Regions from separate parts of the Mus musculus genome. Here regions 2, 3, 4 and 5 are each linked to region 1. A link is a contact called in public Hi-C, HiChIP or PLAC-seq, Micro-C and promoter capture Hi-C data. All regions are on one chromosome and are shown on one strand. Each heading gives the region's core, a stretch centred on a gene start, on an enhancer-like site or on the middle of the called end of the contact. The rest is flanking DNA. Distances are from core to core; before and after follow the strand shown.

Region 1 (3,017 bases), core at 488-2,987:
GCGTTTCTAAGCAGGACTTGAAAATACATGAACTAAAACTAAAGCTAAATCGTTGCTGGCTCCTTCTCCTATGCTGCTGAGTGACAAAAACACTAGAATCCAGCAAAAGCAGAAGAAATGCAAAGCTGTTCAGAAGGAAACCGGGTCCACCTCGGCTGGGAAACTATGAAACGTTCGAGCTCCATGGGAAACATCCAGTCATTCTGTTTATACTCGTTATCTGTGAGCAGATACCAGGCAGCAATCAATCAACCCAAGGTGAAGCGCCCAAGTTCAAAACCTGGTCCTAGTTGTGAAAAGTACATCTTTTCTTTTTAATTAGGAGAAGAAGAAGAAAACAAAACAAAAACAAAAAAACAAAAAACACCTAGGGTCTACCATGAAGAAAACGCATATAAATTTCCGTTTGGAAAAAAACAAACCAACTTGAATTTGAAAAAGTAGACCTTCTTTAATACTTCAGTAGTCTCTAAATTCTAATTTGTTATTCTGAGAGCACAGACAATTATTTACCTACAAGGCATAAGAGTTCAAAGAGTTGGCCGCGGCTGGCCCGCGGGTCTCCACACATGTCAGTCTTCCACCAGGACACCTGGTACATGATATGCCATATTAAAGGGAACACGGTACCTTCAAAGAGGTCATTAAATAGAACCAGCACAAGTGTACCATGCCCACATCCTGAAAAGTGCATTTTAAAAAAATTTTAAAGCCCCCAGTTCTTCCAACCAGAAGATGAAAATAGCCATGTCCGCCTACAAAATGTCCTCTTTAGCCAAAGTGTTCAAATCCTGAGTGGATAAAGAGTTAAATAAATATAAACCGATATTCTTCTCAAAAAAAAAAAAAAAAAAAGCGAAGACGTTTCTGACGGCCCCGCACGTGAGACAGCTTTAAGTTTTGCAGTACAACTCTGGCCCACACACCGGGTCTTTAAAAGGATCCAATGCCCACAGCTTAACTTGTTTAATGACACCTTCACTGTCTAGCAAAATTACTAGTAGGAAGCCCCCTGCCTCCGAATACAAAGAAACCTTCGGGTCAGGTAGGCAGAAACCAGCGGCGGCTGGCTAAAAACGCCGTGCCCATTCCCGGCTTCAAACGCTTTCCAAAGTCTCATTTAAAAACAAAACAAAACAAAAAACTTTCGAGTAAAGACTCAAAACTCCAGTCCACCACCCGCTTCCCCCGGCTTCGGGTGTCCATCCGCGGCCACGGCGGCAGTGCGGGCGCCCACCTGTGGAGACCGCGGGGCAGGTGGGCAGCGCGCCCAGGGCCCGGCCTTTGGGAGACAGCTCCGAGTCGCGCGCGTCCCGGGCCGTGGAGCCGCTCGCGGTCTGCCTCGGCCGCGCTGGCCCCGGAGGCGCCTCCGGAGGCGGACGCCAGTGTGTGGCCGGCCGACGCAGCTCCCACCGCCAAGCCTCCCGCAGCTGCCTCAGCCCAGGCGCCGGGCCTCCCGCCGCTGCGGCCCGGCTCGGACGCCAGCCCCCGCCACCGCGCGACTCTCCTCTGGCCGCGAGCCGGCCCGTCCCCGCACCGCACTCCCCTGGTTACTCACCCCGGGGCCGGGCGGCGGTAGCAGCAGCGCCAGCAGGAGCAACAGCCACCGGGCCGGCATGGCAGGACGTGGCCCTGACTCCGGGCCCCGCCGGCCGGTTCTGGAGCCCGCGCGAACAGAGGGCTGGACGGGGGCGCCGCAACGACAGCGCGGCACCGGCGGAGGATCGGTGGACACGGAGCTGACTGGGCGGCGGCGACACCCCCATTCCCAGCCCTATAAGTGCCTTGTGTCCCGGCTTCTTCCGGTCGGGGCGGGCTTTAGGGCGGTCCCGGGGGCGGGGGCTGTGAGAGGCGGAGTCACTGCCTGGATGGGGAGGAGCCTATGTTGTTTTGTGGGCGTGGTAAGAGTGGGAGGGTGGGGTTAGAGGCCAACGCGGTGCTAGCTTCTAGCTGCCTCCTATCCTGGGCGCTAGAAGCCGAAGACCAACTCTTGGCTTTGGGTATTTGTGGACGCTGTGCTTCTGAATGAAGAAGCTTGTTCGCAAGCCAAGGGAAAATGACATGTTGCCCCACAGGAAGTCCCACTCGCCCGATGAAGAACCCGAGGCGCCAGGCTTGCCCACAACCCTCCGTCTCCCTGCTGCCGGCCACCACTTACAAGGGTTGTCTAAGCGACCTCTAGAGCAGAGCAAGGGTTTCAGCAGCTGGCGGAAATTCGACCCTGAGACGCAGCCTTAGAGTTCACTGACGAGGGTCCTCCAGCTGTGCCTCATCCAGCCCGAAGGCCCCTTTCTTCCCTAGCCTTGCCCCTCAGGAATTCCCCGAAAGTCATGTCCAGCAGCCATCCGTTCCTCTCGGGATGAACAACAGCCAACTCATTCACCAAAAATTATAAGGAAATCATGCGGGCCTCTCGTGTCACATGTGTTTATGTGACCTTTGTAGATGTGGCCTGGTGAAGCTTGAGAGGACATGTGTCACAACTCTTTGGAGGTGGGCTGAGGACTCCAAGGTCTATTTAAGGGTGTGGATTATTAATCAGAACTAATGAGCCCAATAAGTTGTTTGGTCACTGGGTCCCAAGCTGCCCTCCTCTGAGTTGGAAGAGGGAGAACTTGTTTATAATAGGAAAGACAAAACATTCAGTGCTCAAGGAAAAAGTAGCTTATTATTCTAGTAGAAAAAGGGAGTTGCTGGGAGTGTAGTTCTGTTGGTACAGCACTTGCATAGTCTGCGAGAGAGGTACTGGGCTACATCTCCAGCCCTCCCAATATTGGATGTGTTGCCTCACACCTGAAATCCCAGCACCCTGGGGGTGGAGACAGGATCCGAAGTTCTAAGTAATCCTTGGCTACCTAGTGAGTTTGAAGCCAACCCAGATTATGTGGGGCCACGGGAGAACCGGAGCAAATTCTCTGTTTCCCCTGGCTTGCTCCTTTGACAGCCCGTTGGAATTTTCAGGTTTTTGAAGAGAAAAGGTTATCCTAGGGGGGGAAAAAACCGCAAAGAGGTAGTAT
Region 2 (2,766 bases), core at 2-2,501, 150 kb after region 1:
CTAGACTCTCTACTGGGGACTGGAGAGATGGCTCAGCCATCTCTGTTTAATGAATGCTCTTCCAGAAGATCCAAGTTTGGTTCCCATCATCTATATGGGGTAGCTCAAAGCCACTTGGAACTCTCACCCCTGGAGATATGTTGCTCTATGCTAATTACACAATGGCTGGGCAGAATGGAGAATAGGGTGGGAAGTCCACAAAGGGTGGGGGTGCTGAACCATGAGGAAGGGGGGTCATTGAGAAGAGATCATCAGGGCTGGAGAGGTGGCTCAGCAGGTAAGAGCACTGATTGCTCTTCTGGAGGTCATGAGTTCAAATCCCAGCAATCATAAGGTGGCTCACAACCATCTGTAATGGGATTTGGTGCCCTCTTCTGGTGTGTCTGAAGACACCTACAGTGTACTCATAAATGAAATAAATAAATCAATCTTTTTTTTTTTTTTTTTAAGCTGCTGGCCTTGAGCAAAGTAAATTGGTATAATCCTGAAATCCCAGCACTCAGAAGGCAGAGGCAAACTCTATGAGGTCAGACTGGTCTACAGAGTGAGTTCCAGGGCAGCCAGGGATCTGTTACACAGAGAAACCTTGTCTTGAAAAAAAACTAAAAATAAATAAATAAATAAGGAAATCGTAACTAGAAGAAGATGGCCCCATCTTCTCTTGTCTTTCCCGTGTCGTAGGAGGATGGAAATTACCTCACACAAATTGTCAGGAAATGTTCTCTTGTTTTCAATACTCAAAGACGTGCCACTGAGATTCCATCACTCATGTCACTCAGATCCATTCAAAGACAAGCCGGTCCCAGGGAATGGCAGCCCTCCACTCAGCGAGACACACACTTCCAGGAGAGAGGCAAGTGACTAATTCTCTCAATTACAATTTATTCTTCCCCCTTTTGTTCTTACAGGTAGAAGGAAAGACATAATAAAACTCCTTAAGTCCGGCAGAGAAAAACAACACAAAATTCTATTTGAAGCTGGAAGTAATCACTCTGCCTACGGTTCTAAGAAAAATAAACAAACCAAGGCGCTCTAAATAAACACTTAGAGCTGCCCCAAGTCAGCCAGAAAACCCTGGTGAGTTGGGAAGAGGGCCTAGAGGAATTGTTTGGCTCCCTGGGGTGCTGCTCTGCCTGGACTTTGTGCTCTGGCTAATCCTCTCCCCATCCCATCCGGGCAATCCAGCCAGTCATACCAGTTTCCCAGCTCTCTCACAGCGTGGGGCCTCCACAGCACCTCTCATGTCTGACCTGTCAAGCCAGCTGACTGAGCTATACACTCGGTAGCTTCCGGACCGCCAACCCTGAACTTGGCTGGTTCCCTTCAGGCTACAGGTTTTTTTTGTTTGTTTTTGAGACAGGGTCTCACTATGTGGCTCTAAGCTGTCCTGCAACTTACTATGTAGACGAGGCTGGCCTCAAACTCACAGAGATCTGCCTGCGTCTGCCTCCCTGTGCTGGGGTTAAAGGCAGGCACCGTCGCATCCTGCTCAAGCAAAGAGAAAGTTATAATGAACTTAGATGTGTGTGTGTGTGTGTGTGTGTGTGTGTGTGTGTGTGTGTGTGTGTGTTCAGAGACAGAGAGGGACACAGAGAGAGACAGACAGACAGAGAGAAAGACAGACACACACACACACAGATACAGAGAGAATTAATGTCGTTTTAAGGGGCACTGTTTAGGCGATTAGCAATATTTTTGTACAATAACCAAGATCTTCAATGCATAAATCTTCCCTTTTGATATGTCTTATAAAAGGCAGTATGCCGCAGCAGGAGGGGGAGCCTGAGCTGGGCCCAGGCTGAGGCATCCCCTGCAGGAATTATCCACAGGACAGGTCTGGTATAAAAGGAAGTTTATTTGGCATCTGAGAAGGGAGTGGAGACAGATAAAAGGGGGACAGAGAAAGAAGGGGAGATGCCAGCCAGGAACACGTGGGAAGACAGGAAGAAGATGGGGAGGGATGGAGAGAGGGAGGGAAGGAGGGAGAGAGGGAGAGGGGAAGGGAGAGGGGAGAGAGAGGATGGAGAGTTAAGAGCCAGGCTGTTGCTAGGTAACTGTTGGGTGGAGCCGAGAGGAAAAGGTAGCAACTTTGCCTTGAGACAGGGTTTTGTTGTTGCTTTATTTTTGGCATTTTTGAGACAGATTTCTCTGTGGAACAACTCTGCTGTCCGGGAGCTGGAGGCCTCTGCCTCCCAAGTGCTGGTATTAAAGGCATTTGCCACAGAGACAGTTTATGTAGCCCAGGCTGTCCTTTAACTTGCGGTGTACCCAGGGATGACCTTGAATCTCTTGCTTCTACCTCCCAGTGCTGGGATTGAACCCTGGGCTTCCTGTGCAAGGGGTGCGCACTCTACTGACTGAGCTACACCCCAGCCTTGGTTTCCACCAATAGATGGAGTCACTGAGAGAGAGAAAAAGGTTTCTTAGTCCTTGGAACCAACTGTGCCTACATCTTCCCAAGAACAACTGTGGCACATCCCTCTCTGCCTTCAGCTTCCCGGGACGCTCGTCTCATTGCGCACCCCCTCCCCCCAATTATGACCACTTTGGGCAGAAAAGAATACAAGAATAGTCACTATTAAATGTGAGAGAAAAATTGCCTAGCTGAGAGCTTTTGAAAGAGGGGCATTTAGCGAGCTTTTGACGCCTAATTACTGTTTAATCAATCCAGGAACGCAGAGACTGGTTATTTGCCTGCTGCAGAGGCTGGGAATTGCAATGCATGGCTGGTAATTTTGCCAGTGTTGGGAGTGCCCTTCAATAGGC
Region 3 (2,926 bases), core at 6-2,505, 150 kb before region 1:
TTTCTCTCCTGTAGCTGTCCCACGGTCTCCTCCAGCTGGGGTGACACCCCCTCCCCCATCAGCACCAGCCCCCAGCCAGAGCTCAGCGATATCTGAGAAGCCCTGACCCAGCAGCCCACAATTCCTCCAGTCTTTGTGAAGGACATGTGGGCAGCCACTTCCACCCTCTGTTGCCCAGGGCAAGTGTCAGCCACCACAGGGGGCAGCTGAAGGCAGCACTAAGGAGCCCTGATGGAAGAGAGCTCTACCCCAAGTGGTAGTGGAGGATTTGGCCCCACCCTAGCCACAGATATGTTGGCCAGCTAGACCATGAGCCTCACCCCTGTCCTGCCTGCATCTCTTCCATGCACAGCACCCCCCCCCAAAAACCCTGGGTGTGCACACACAAATACAGCCTACAAGCTAGACATGGTACACAGCTTTACTAATGGGCCTCAGGAAACCGAGGCAGGAGGACTGCTGAAAGTTCTAGGCCAGTCTTGGATTATAGAGTGAGTCTCAAAAACAAACACTGTCTCTGAACCAGTGTGGCGCTCTGAGCCTAAGCTCTGGAGTTTGCAGAACTAAATTCTCCAAGGCTGGGGACAGGAACCTGTTTTAAGAAACTCCTACAGATTGTTAGGCGTACAATTTTGAAGCTCACTGAGAGGAGTCGTATAAAATTACCATCTTGGGAGGCGGGGCATAGAAAACATTTTTAAAGTTAGATTTCTTCATTTTATTTTATATATATTTTGCCTGTGTCTGTGTGTGTGTGTGTGTGTGTGTGTGTGTGTGTGTGTGGTGTACCACATGAGTGCCTGGTGCCAGAGGAGGTCAGAAGAGGACATTGATCCCTTGAAACTGGAGCTATGGATGATTAGAAACCACCATGTGGGTGCTGGGAACTAAACCCAATCCTCTGCAAAAGCAACAAGTGCTTTTAACTGCTGAGCTATCTCTCCAGCCCCCAGTGGTTTTTGTTGTTTGTTTGATTGTTTGTTAGACAGCCTTGCTCTAGAGCCCAGGCCGTAGGGGCATTCACTAACTAGCCCAGACTATATTTGAACTCTCCGAGATCCTCCGTATCAGCTTCCAGAGTGCTGGGATTATGGTGTCCACCACCACCAGGCCCCCAAAGACCAAGAATTTTATACAGCTATACCTTAATGAACAAGCCCCTCAAAAGAGAAAGAAAGGAACTTGACATGCTTCATGGATTTCCTATGTAAGAGTCAGGAAGCTCGCCTGACAGCCTCACTTACCACCAGGTTGCCAATGACCATGACCATGAGGAAGACGGTGAGGCACATGGCCTGGCCGGCCACTTCCATGCAGTCCCACATGGTCTCGATCCACTCCCCACAGAGGATGCGGAAGACGATGAGGAAGGAGTGGAAGAAATCGTGCATGTGCCAGCGGGGCAGGCTGCAGTCTGAGGCAATCTTGCACACGCATTCCTTATAGCTCTTGCCAAACAGCTGCATGCCCACCACGGCGAAGATGAAGACGATGATGGCCAACACCAGGGTCAGGTTGCCCAGCGCACCCACTGAGTTGCCAATGATTTTGATGAGCATGTTGAGTGTTGGCCATGACTTGGCCAGCTTGAAGACACGCAGCTGCCAAGAAGAGACAATCCGAGTATGAATGAGTTTTGGGTCCACCAGCCAACCCCAATCCCAGCGAGCCCCAGGAGGAAGAGCAATGTCCAACAGTCTTAAACCCCACCTTCCTGATGAGCAACTTCAGTTTGTCTCTCTGTTATTGGATGTTTATGTCTTACCCCTCCTGTCATCCACATTTAAAAGTAAGATGTTCTTATCCATTGAAGATAAAGTCTGAAGTATTTACAAGCAAGATTATATACCAGGATTTGCTTTAATGTATTCTCTTCAGGGCTGGAGAGATGGCTTAGCAGTTAAGAGCACTGACTGCTCTTCCAGAGGTCCTGAGTTCAAATCCCAGCAACCCCATGGTGGCTCACAACCATCTGTAATGAAATCTGATGCCCTCCATGAAATCTGACGACCTCCTCTTCTGGTGTGTCTGAAGACAGCTAAAGTGTACTCACGTATAATAAATAAATAAATCTTTAAAAATTAAAAAAAAATGTTCTCTTCAATAAGAGGAGATCATTGAAACAAGAATTGCAGTGTGTGGGGCTGGAGAGTTGGCTCTGCAGTTAAAAGCACAGACTGCTCTTCCAGAGGACCTGTGCTCAGTTCCCAGCACCCATATTTGGTGGTCCACAACCACCAACAACTCCAGCTCCAGGGGATCCAACATCCTCTTCTGGATTCTACAAGCACAGACATGTGGCATACAGACACACACACATATAAAATTTAAAATATTTTTAAAGATAAAATTACGATCAATATGGTGGTGGCTGTTGGGTTGGAGACAGACACCCAAGGGGCTATTATACTTCTGCTACACTCTCTGCTGTTTGCACCCTCCTGATGACGTTTAAAAAATAGGAGTGAGCCGGGCGTGGTGGCACACGCCTTTAGTCCCAGCACTCGGGAGGCAGGGGCAGGCGGACTTCTGAGTTCGAGGCCAACCTGGTCTACAAAGTGAGTTCCAGGACAGCCAGGGCTATACAGAGAAACCCTGTCTCGAAAAACAAAAAACAAAACAAAACAAAAAAAGGAGTGAACTTCAAGAGGTAGAGCAAAAATTAGTAATTCCTAAGCCCCAAGCTTGTTACTAACTCATAATGAGGATTTGTCTTCCTTCAGGCCTGCAACATGGAGCTGAAGTCTAAGGTCACCTAACGTTGGCTCCCAAGGCTATCATTTCGGTGCCTGACCCCAGCCCTGGGTAACAGAAAGGAAGGACTCTCTTTCTCCTACTTTACAGTTTAGCTTCCAAGGGGCCAAGTGGCATGCACAGGGCAGCCTCTTAGGGAATCTCCTCCCACCCTCCTCAGCCCCTGGGTCTG
Region 4 (2,778 bases), core at 57-2,556, 230 kb after region 1:
TCTTCCCACACTGGAATAACTTTTGACTGAGCCAGTGTAATCTGTGGCCTTCTTCCTGACCCACAATCCCTGGGCTGGGCTGAGCCTCTTCCTTCAGAGTCTCTGATGGACGGAGCGAGACAGATCCTCTTAATCTGAAAAATTCGGAGGTTCCGAATCAGCTCTCGAGTGGATGATAGGTCTGACTTTAAAGACAGGCAGAACCCTTCCCCACAAGCAAGCTCAGATAGGAGCGGAGCCTCCCCGGTGGGAGGGAAAGGGGATCTGGCTGGTCCTTTTTGTTACTCTCTTAGGACAGAGGGAGTCCTGACACCCATTTACTGTCTGCTCCTTCAGCCTCCATAGTCTGTCAAGTCAACTGAGTCTCATTTGTAAATTAAAACAAGTGAAAGGAAAAAAAAATACTTTTTTAAGTTTTTATTTTTTGGGAGTCGGTTTTGTACTGTTTCACGTAGTAGCTCAGGCCTCCCTCAAACTCCTATGGAGCCGAAGCTGGACTTCACTACTGATCTTTCTGTGTCTGTTTTCCAAGTACTGGGATTACAGACTCTAAATCCAAGCGAATAAAGAGAAGAGTTTGAAAGTAAACAATTAGAGGCATAGTATGATGTAAAAAGAAATAGCTTATGACAGAAAGACCACAAACATATAAGGAATCATATATATACATATATACATATAAGGAATTTTTTTAAAAAAACCCATCTCTCCCATTCCAACAAACAGAAACCCACCAAGATGTAAGACTGGTGTTCAGCAATTTTCTCCTACACCGCTGTCTCTAATACACACTCTTTGAACCTTGATTTAGAACAAGGCTTTGAGAGTTTTCTTAGTTGTTGTAAACACCAACCCTAAGCAGTCTGACATGAGTTAATTTCAGAAAAGACACAAAGAAGGAAGCCATGTGAAAATACCAGGACTTACAGTTTTCCTCAGCCTGGAGGCTTGCATCTGGAAGAGAAAGAAAAAGAAAGCCAATCTGTTGATTTCACGAATTCAAGTCTCATAAGAAGGGAAGAAGGAAGCAGGTTAGAAACTCACAGAGCACCAGCGTGAGTCCCAGAGCCAGGAGCATCTTGTCTGCCGACTGAGGCCCACCTCAGCTGAATCCTGAAAGACTTCTGCAGACTGAAGCACTCAGCTAGTTCTGTCTTCCGGCCATGCCTCAGGGGCAGAATTCTCTTGCCTGCCACAGACCAGAAGCCTGCTGTGTGAAAAGCAGAAACAACTCTGACAACCTCTCCAGGCGCGCAGAGACCAGCTCTGGTACTTGTCAGGTAATGGCGGCCATAGCTGGAAACCAAGAACAATGAGGTCTGGGCTGGCCTGATATCTCCTCAGGAAATGACTGGCCTTCCGGAGGGACCACTGAACCCAATGGCTTTGTCTAGAAGAGGAGAAAACAACAACAACAACCAAAAAAACCCACAAGTAGCATTTGCCTCAAAGTTCTTGCGCTTCTAGCCTCATCTGGGTTTGGGGACTTCTTCTCCTGACAGGACAAGGAGGTTTTATTTCCACTCAAAAGTGCTTTTGTGGGATACCTAGCAAGACCTGTTTGCCTTTCCTGTGGGCTCCCTATGGGGGCTGTATCCATAGAGTGTAAATCTGGGCCTCCTATCCTGCACTGGCCAGCTTCTCCGACAATATGCAGTCCTTGTGAGGAACGCTACTGGTGGCTCAGTAGAAAGAGGGATTTTCTTAAGCCGCTGCAGTGGTCCCTGATCACCGGCTTAGTCACCAAAGGAGCCCCTTTGGCTGTTTGTGTATGTGTGTTTGTGTGTGTGTTTGTGTGTGTGTGACTGTGTATGTATGTATGTATGTGTGTTTGTGTGTGTGTGTGACTGGGTGTATATGTGTTTGTGTGGAACTGTGGGTGTATGTGTGTGTCTGTGACTGTGGGTATATATGTGTGTGTAGTACACACTACTTTCCCCACTGCCAATTCCCAACCTTTCTTATTAAACATTTATTTATTTGTGTATGTGGAAGTAGGGTAGAATGCATGTGTACCACTATGTATTGGGGGGGGTGTGTCAGAGGTCAACGTGTAGAAATTCTCTCCTTCCATTATGTGAGTCCCAGGATCAAACTTAGATCATCAGACTCGACAGCTGGCACCTTTCTCCAGTGAACCGTCCTGTCCCCCTTTCATGCATGTTCATGAGAGAATGAATACATTTTGAGGGAGGAGTGTCTGTGTGCCTGTGTGTGCTTGGAAGCCAGAAGAGGCGATTGTCACGTTCTCCAGAGGTGATGGGACCTGAAATCCAGTCCTCATGATTGCTCTTAATTGCCAAGTCATCTCTCCAGTCCCCAGCTCACCCCTTCTCCCTCCTCCCGACACCCTCCTCCCCTACCATCGGGCTAACATTCCCTTTTCCCTCCCTTCATCCCTTCCTTCTTTATTCTGACCCAGGGGATGGCTAAATGGCAAGATGCCTTTGAACACAACCCTCCCATCACAGACAAACACCCGAGATTGCAGATGTGTGTTTAGCCTTGCCTCCTACGGAATTTTCTAGACTATAAATTGGTTTCTCTCCCTTTGATGTTTGAAAGGTTGTAACATTCTCTGGGAAAAGGCAGACCCCAGGCCTCCCTTACCCAGTTCTTGCTCACCCCCTTGCTTCCCCCTCTACCTTGGAATCATACCACTTCCTTCTTCGCCCTGAGCTCTAGTTGCTAAGGTGTTAAGTTCCCAGAATGCATCACATGCCTTTCTCATTGCTGCTCGCCTTCCTCTCTTCTTTTCTGACTAATCGTTACTCAGTT
Region 5 (2,822 bases), core at 114-2,613, 190 kb after region 1:
TAAAGTCTAGGTTTCTCATTAGACACTGGATGTGGGTGGCTGTATAAATCCTGTATGACAGAGAAAGGCCAGGAGTGGTCCACATCATCACAGCAGAACTTGGGGCACCCAGAATGATGAAGGCGTTGCAGAAGGAATTAAAGTCACTTCCCAAGGCAGGAGTTGGAGGTCAGTAAAGTAGCTGAGATCCCAGTTCCCCAGTGTAAAGACATCTGCCTAAGAGAACTATTGAGAAACAACAGGATCCCATGCAAGCAGAGACTGAAACTCCAGGCGTCTCCAAGACGCCTTCTACACACCAAGAGATCCATTTAACGACTGTACACATCTCCTATGTGACCTCAACCACTAAAGAAGAAAATGTAGATCCGGTTCTAGCTTTCAGGTGCTCTAGGCTTCAGGGAAGACAGATGTGCCAAGAATGTTAATGAGCTGAAGATGTGGTTCAGTGATACAGTACCAGCTCAGCATGTGCAAGGCTCTGGGTTCAAGCCCCAGTGCAAGCAAACAAATAAACAAACAAATACCACAGGGCTGGGAGATGGCTCAGTGGGTAAGAGCACTTGCTGCACAAACGTAAGAACCTGAGCTGGAATCCTGAACCCAAATCCCAGACAATCTGGGGCATAGCTGTAGGCACCTATAACCCCAGCAATTGTTAGGGGCAGAGGTAAGAGGGCTGACTGCTAGGGTTGGCTGGCTGCCAGCCTAGATCCAGGATCAGCAGGAGACTGTCTCAAAAGAATAAGGTAGTGGGAGACTGAGCATAAATTAGACACCTGACATAAATTAGAGTCCATGACTTCTGCATGTACTCAGAGACAGGTGTATCCTAACACACAACACACACACACACACACACACACACACACACAGCTAAAAATAACTGCGTGATAACTGCTATAAGATGTCGTCCATAAGAAGCAAGTCTAGACCTTCCTCTGCCCTAGCCTAACAAGGAGCTAGGATAGAAGGGACATGAATTGGGATGAGGGTGAGGTGAGGGCTGGGTGGGCTGGGCAGCCAAACATGGGTGGGGTTAGCCTGGACATCTTGTGAACTCCACTGTTCCAGGTACCTCTCTGGTCTCCTTGGCAACAGTTTGATATTCTCTGGACCTCAGCGGCTTCAGGCTGTGCCTACCTCAAGTCAGGAAGGGATGCTTTCCACTTCTAGACTGAGCTGCATGGTCTATGCTTGCCCCTGGTTTTGCCCAGCTCAGTAAGAGGGGGTGGGGGCGGGGGTAGGGGAGGAGCAGGGTGCAGCTGCTCACTGCCCTTCCCCCTCTCATGTCTCCTTGGCAGCAGCTGCCTGCTAAAGACTAGCCCAGGCCAGGAGCTGTTTGTCTCTGCTTGTCAGAGGCGTTTCCTGATGGGTCTCTATTTTGGTTTCTGTTTTTCTCTGTGCTAACAGAGAAAGAGACGGCTCCAACGTCATGGGGTTTTCCCAGCAATTAGCCTCGGAGCAAACAGACAGCAAATCGGGATTTAATGAGTTCCTTCCCGTCCTCCTCCATCCGCAGTGACCACTTGGTGAGCTGCCAGCCAGGGTTAGATCTGGACCCGGTCCCCATAGCCTCCTCCAATTGTGTAGGATGAGAGACCTTGAGAACAGGGGACCAGGCTGGCAGGCACTAGCTCATATTTAGTCATCATTGACCTTGAACCCACAAAGCCCTTCTTTCTTCACCTAGCAATCAATGCCCTTGTCCCTGCTTGGGGGAGAACAAGGGGCCAGCACCAGTGGTCCAGACCTGAGTTCCTCACTGTCCTTCTTCAACAAGGAGGAAACACAATTTGTATCCTCTTAAGTTCCCCTTGCCACCCAAACGACCTTTGTTCTAGAATCTTCCCCAGAGCCCTGACTGGGCAACTAGTGCAAGCTGGGAAATGTAACTGATAGCTTGGCTGCAAGGGACGGCTGCAGAATCTATCGAGGGAAGCCAGAGGCAATTGCCACGGTCCCACCCTATTCTAGGAACTGCCACACTTCCTCTATTCAATCCTTCCACACTCTCAAGAAAGCAAAAGAACACCAGATACAAGGACACTCTCCCAACAAAAGGGAAATGGAGCCTTTCCCAGGGCCAGTGATGCTTCCTTCTTCCCTCTTCAGCTTTCGGAACTCCCAGCGCACAGGCACGCGCTCCCACACAAGTATCATGCACAACCCTCAGGCTGCTGCCTGCCCAGACCTGGGCCTGGACCACTGTGGGAGGATGGATTCAGCCTGGTATCCGAGCCCGGGGTGACAGGCAACTTGAGGATGTTCTGTACAGACAAGAGAGCAGGGATTTGGTCCCCTGTGCCTGGAGCTGTCAGTGTTCCCCCACCACGGTAGAATGCAGCAGTCCAGAACAGAAAGGATGGTGTAGCCGGCTCTGATCTTGCCATTCAACCCTTAAGCTAGCACCTTCCCTTACCTCTAGGAAGAAGAAAGATGTTACCTGGGTTGGCAAGCCCAGGATGCAGTCGAAGCCCAGGCTGGACCAGTGACAGCTGATACTGATCACTCTACAGTTTCATCTGTCCTGGCTTGCCTCTGAGCTCCAGACCCCTGAGCTTCCTACTCTAGGGTGTCTCACCGGCATCTTAGACTTAACCCAGTCAAACCGGATCTTATCCTCAAACACCACAGCCGTCCATGCAGCTACTCCAGCAAGAAATATAGGGACTCTGGCTCCCCAATCCTGGCCACGAGCTGTGATGGATCTCAGATGTGCACCTAGACACCATCCATTTCTGGCACCCACTATCTCTTGCACAGTGATAGCACATCTGTCTTGTTCTTCTTCAGGCCACTTCCTTGATGGTCCTGAGTTT

The links. A called contact is a pair of places that touch in the nucleus more often than the background predicts. HiChIP or PLAC-seq counts read pairs in DNA pulled down with a chosen protein or histone mark. Capture Hi-C pulls out chosen DNA fragments and counts their contacts.
Region 2: an H3K27ac HiChIP or PLAC-seq map of epiblast stem cells shows a contact between it and region 1. The contact joins the enhancer-like site here to the promoter of Ern1 in region 1. A contact is called at or near these places in 6 of 39 promoter capture datasets (the C10 cell line, cranial neural crest, liver and 2 more), 4 of 15 datasets of contacts at CTCF or cohesin (the NIH/3T3 cell line, hippocampal excitatory neurons, large pre-B cells and 1 more), 38 of 484 Hi-C or Micro-C datasets (the 4T1 cell line, the Ba/F3 cell line, CD4 T cells and 30 more), 22 of 115 datasets of contacts at active chromatin or transcription factors (the HPC-7 cell line, the SCID.adh cell line, Th17 cells and 14 more) and 3 of 9 other capture datasets (adipose tissue, liver and pancreatic islet).
Region 3: a Micro-C map of B cells shows a contact between it and region 1, with 2.4 times the contacts expected there. The contact joins the enhancer-like site here to the promoter of Ern1 in region 1. A contact is called at or near these places in 1 of 39 promoter capture datasets (the C10 cell line), 2 of 15 datasets of contacts at CTCF or cohesin (large pre-B cells and pro-B cells), 35 of 484 Hi-C or Micro-C datasets (B cells, the BV-2 cell line, the Ba/F3 cell line and 22 more), 7 of 115 datasets of contacts at active chromatin or transcription factors (bone marrow-derived dendritic cells, bone marrow-derived macrophages, embryonic limb bud and 3 more) and 1 of 9 other capture datasets (embryonic stem cells).
Region 4: a promoter capture Hi-C map of liver shows a contact between it and region 1, with 2.6 times the contacts expected there. The contact joins the promoter of Pecam1 here to the promoter of Ern1 in region 1. A contact is called at or near these places in 7 of 39 promoter capture datasets (the C10 cell line, the HPC-7 cell line, cranial neural crest and 4 more), 2 of 115 datasets of contacts at active chromatin or transcription factors (bone marrow-derived macrophages and embryonic stem cells) and 2 of 9 other capture datasets (adipose tissue and liver).
Region 5: a Hi-C map of the N1E-115 cell line shows a contact between it and region 1, with 3 times the contacts expected there. The contact joins the enhancer-like site here to the promoter of Ern1 in region 1. A contact is called at or near these places in 1 of 39 promoter capture datasets (cranial neural crest), 1 of 484 Hi-C or Micro-C datasets (the N1E-115 cell line), 1 of 115 datasets of contacts at active chromatin or transcription factors (pancreatic cancer cells) and 1 of 9 other capture datasets (adipose tissue).

The regions. Positions count from the first base shown.
Region 1 is chr11:106,486,059-106,489,075 of GRCm38.p6, forward strand. It overlaps Ern1 (endoplasmic reticulum (ER) to nucleus signalling 1), which reads right to left and starts at 1,738. Exons shown (of 22, transcript NM_023913.2): 1 at 1,559-1,738. The coding sequence starts at 1,618.
Region 2 is chr11:106,636,735-106,639,500 of GRCm38.p6, forward strand. No RefSeq gene overlaps it. Among named protein-coding and RNA genes, the nearest start is that of Tex2, 25 kb to the left of the region's middle. Within about 2 kb of position 1,252, at least 44 of the 459 cell types and tissues checked have an H3K27ac peak or open chromatin away from gene starts, as enhancers often do. A contact at or near this core is called in epiblast stem cells, where this site is marked.
Region 3 is chr11:106,334,131-106,337,056 of GRCm38.p6, forward strand. It overlaps Scn4a (sodium channel, voltage-gated, type IV, alpha), which reads right to left. Exons shown (of 24, transcript NM_133199.2): 13 at 1,245-1,601. Among named protein-coding and RNA genes, the nearest start is that of Scn4a, 14 kb to the right of the region's middle. Within about 2 kb of position 1,256, at least 10 of the 459 cell types and tissues checked have an H3K27ac peak or open chromatin away from gene starts, as enhancers often do. A contact at or near this core is called in B cells and pro-B cells, where this site is marked.
Region 4 is chr11:106,713,975-106,716,752 of GRCm38.p6, forward strand. Pecam1 (platelet/endothelial cell adhesion molecule 1) reads right to left here and starts at 1,307. Exons shown (of 16, transcript NM_001305157.1): 1 at 1,045-1,307; 2 at 928-954. The coding sequence starts at 1,078.
Region 5 is chr11:106,673,473-106,676,294 of GRCm38.p6, forward strand. The region is part of intron 13 of Pecam1 (platelet/endothelial cell adhesion molecule 1); the gene reads right to left. Among named protein-coding and RNA genes, the nearest start is that of Pecam1, 40 kb to the right of the region's middle. Within about 2 kb of position 1,364, at least 286 of the 459 cell types and tissues checked have an H3K27ac peak or open chromatin away from gene starts, as enhancers often do. A contact at or near this core is called in the N1E-115 cell line, adipose tissue and pancreatic cancer cells, where this site is marked.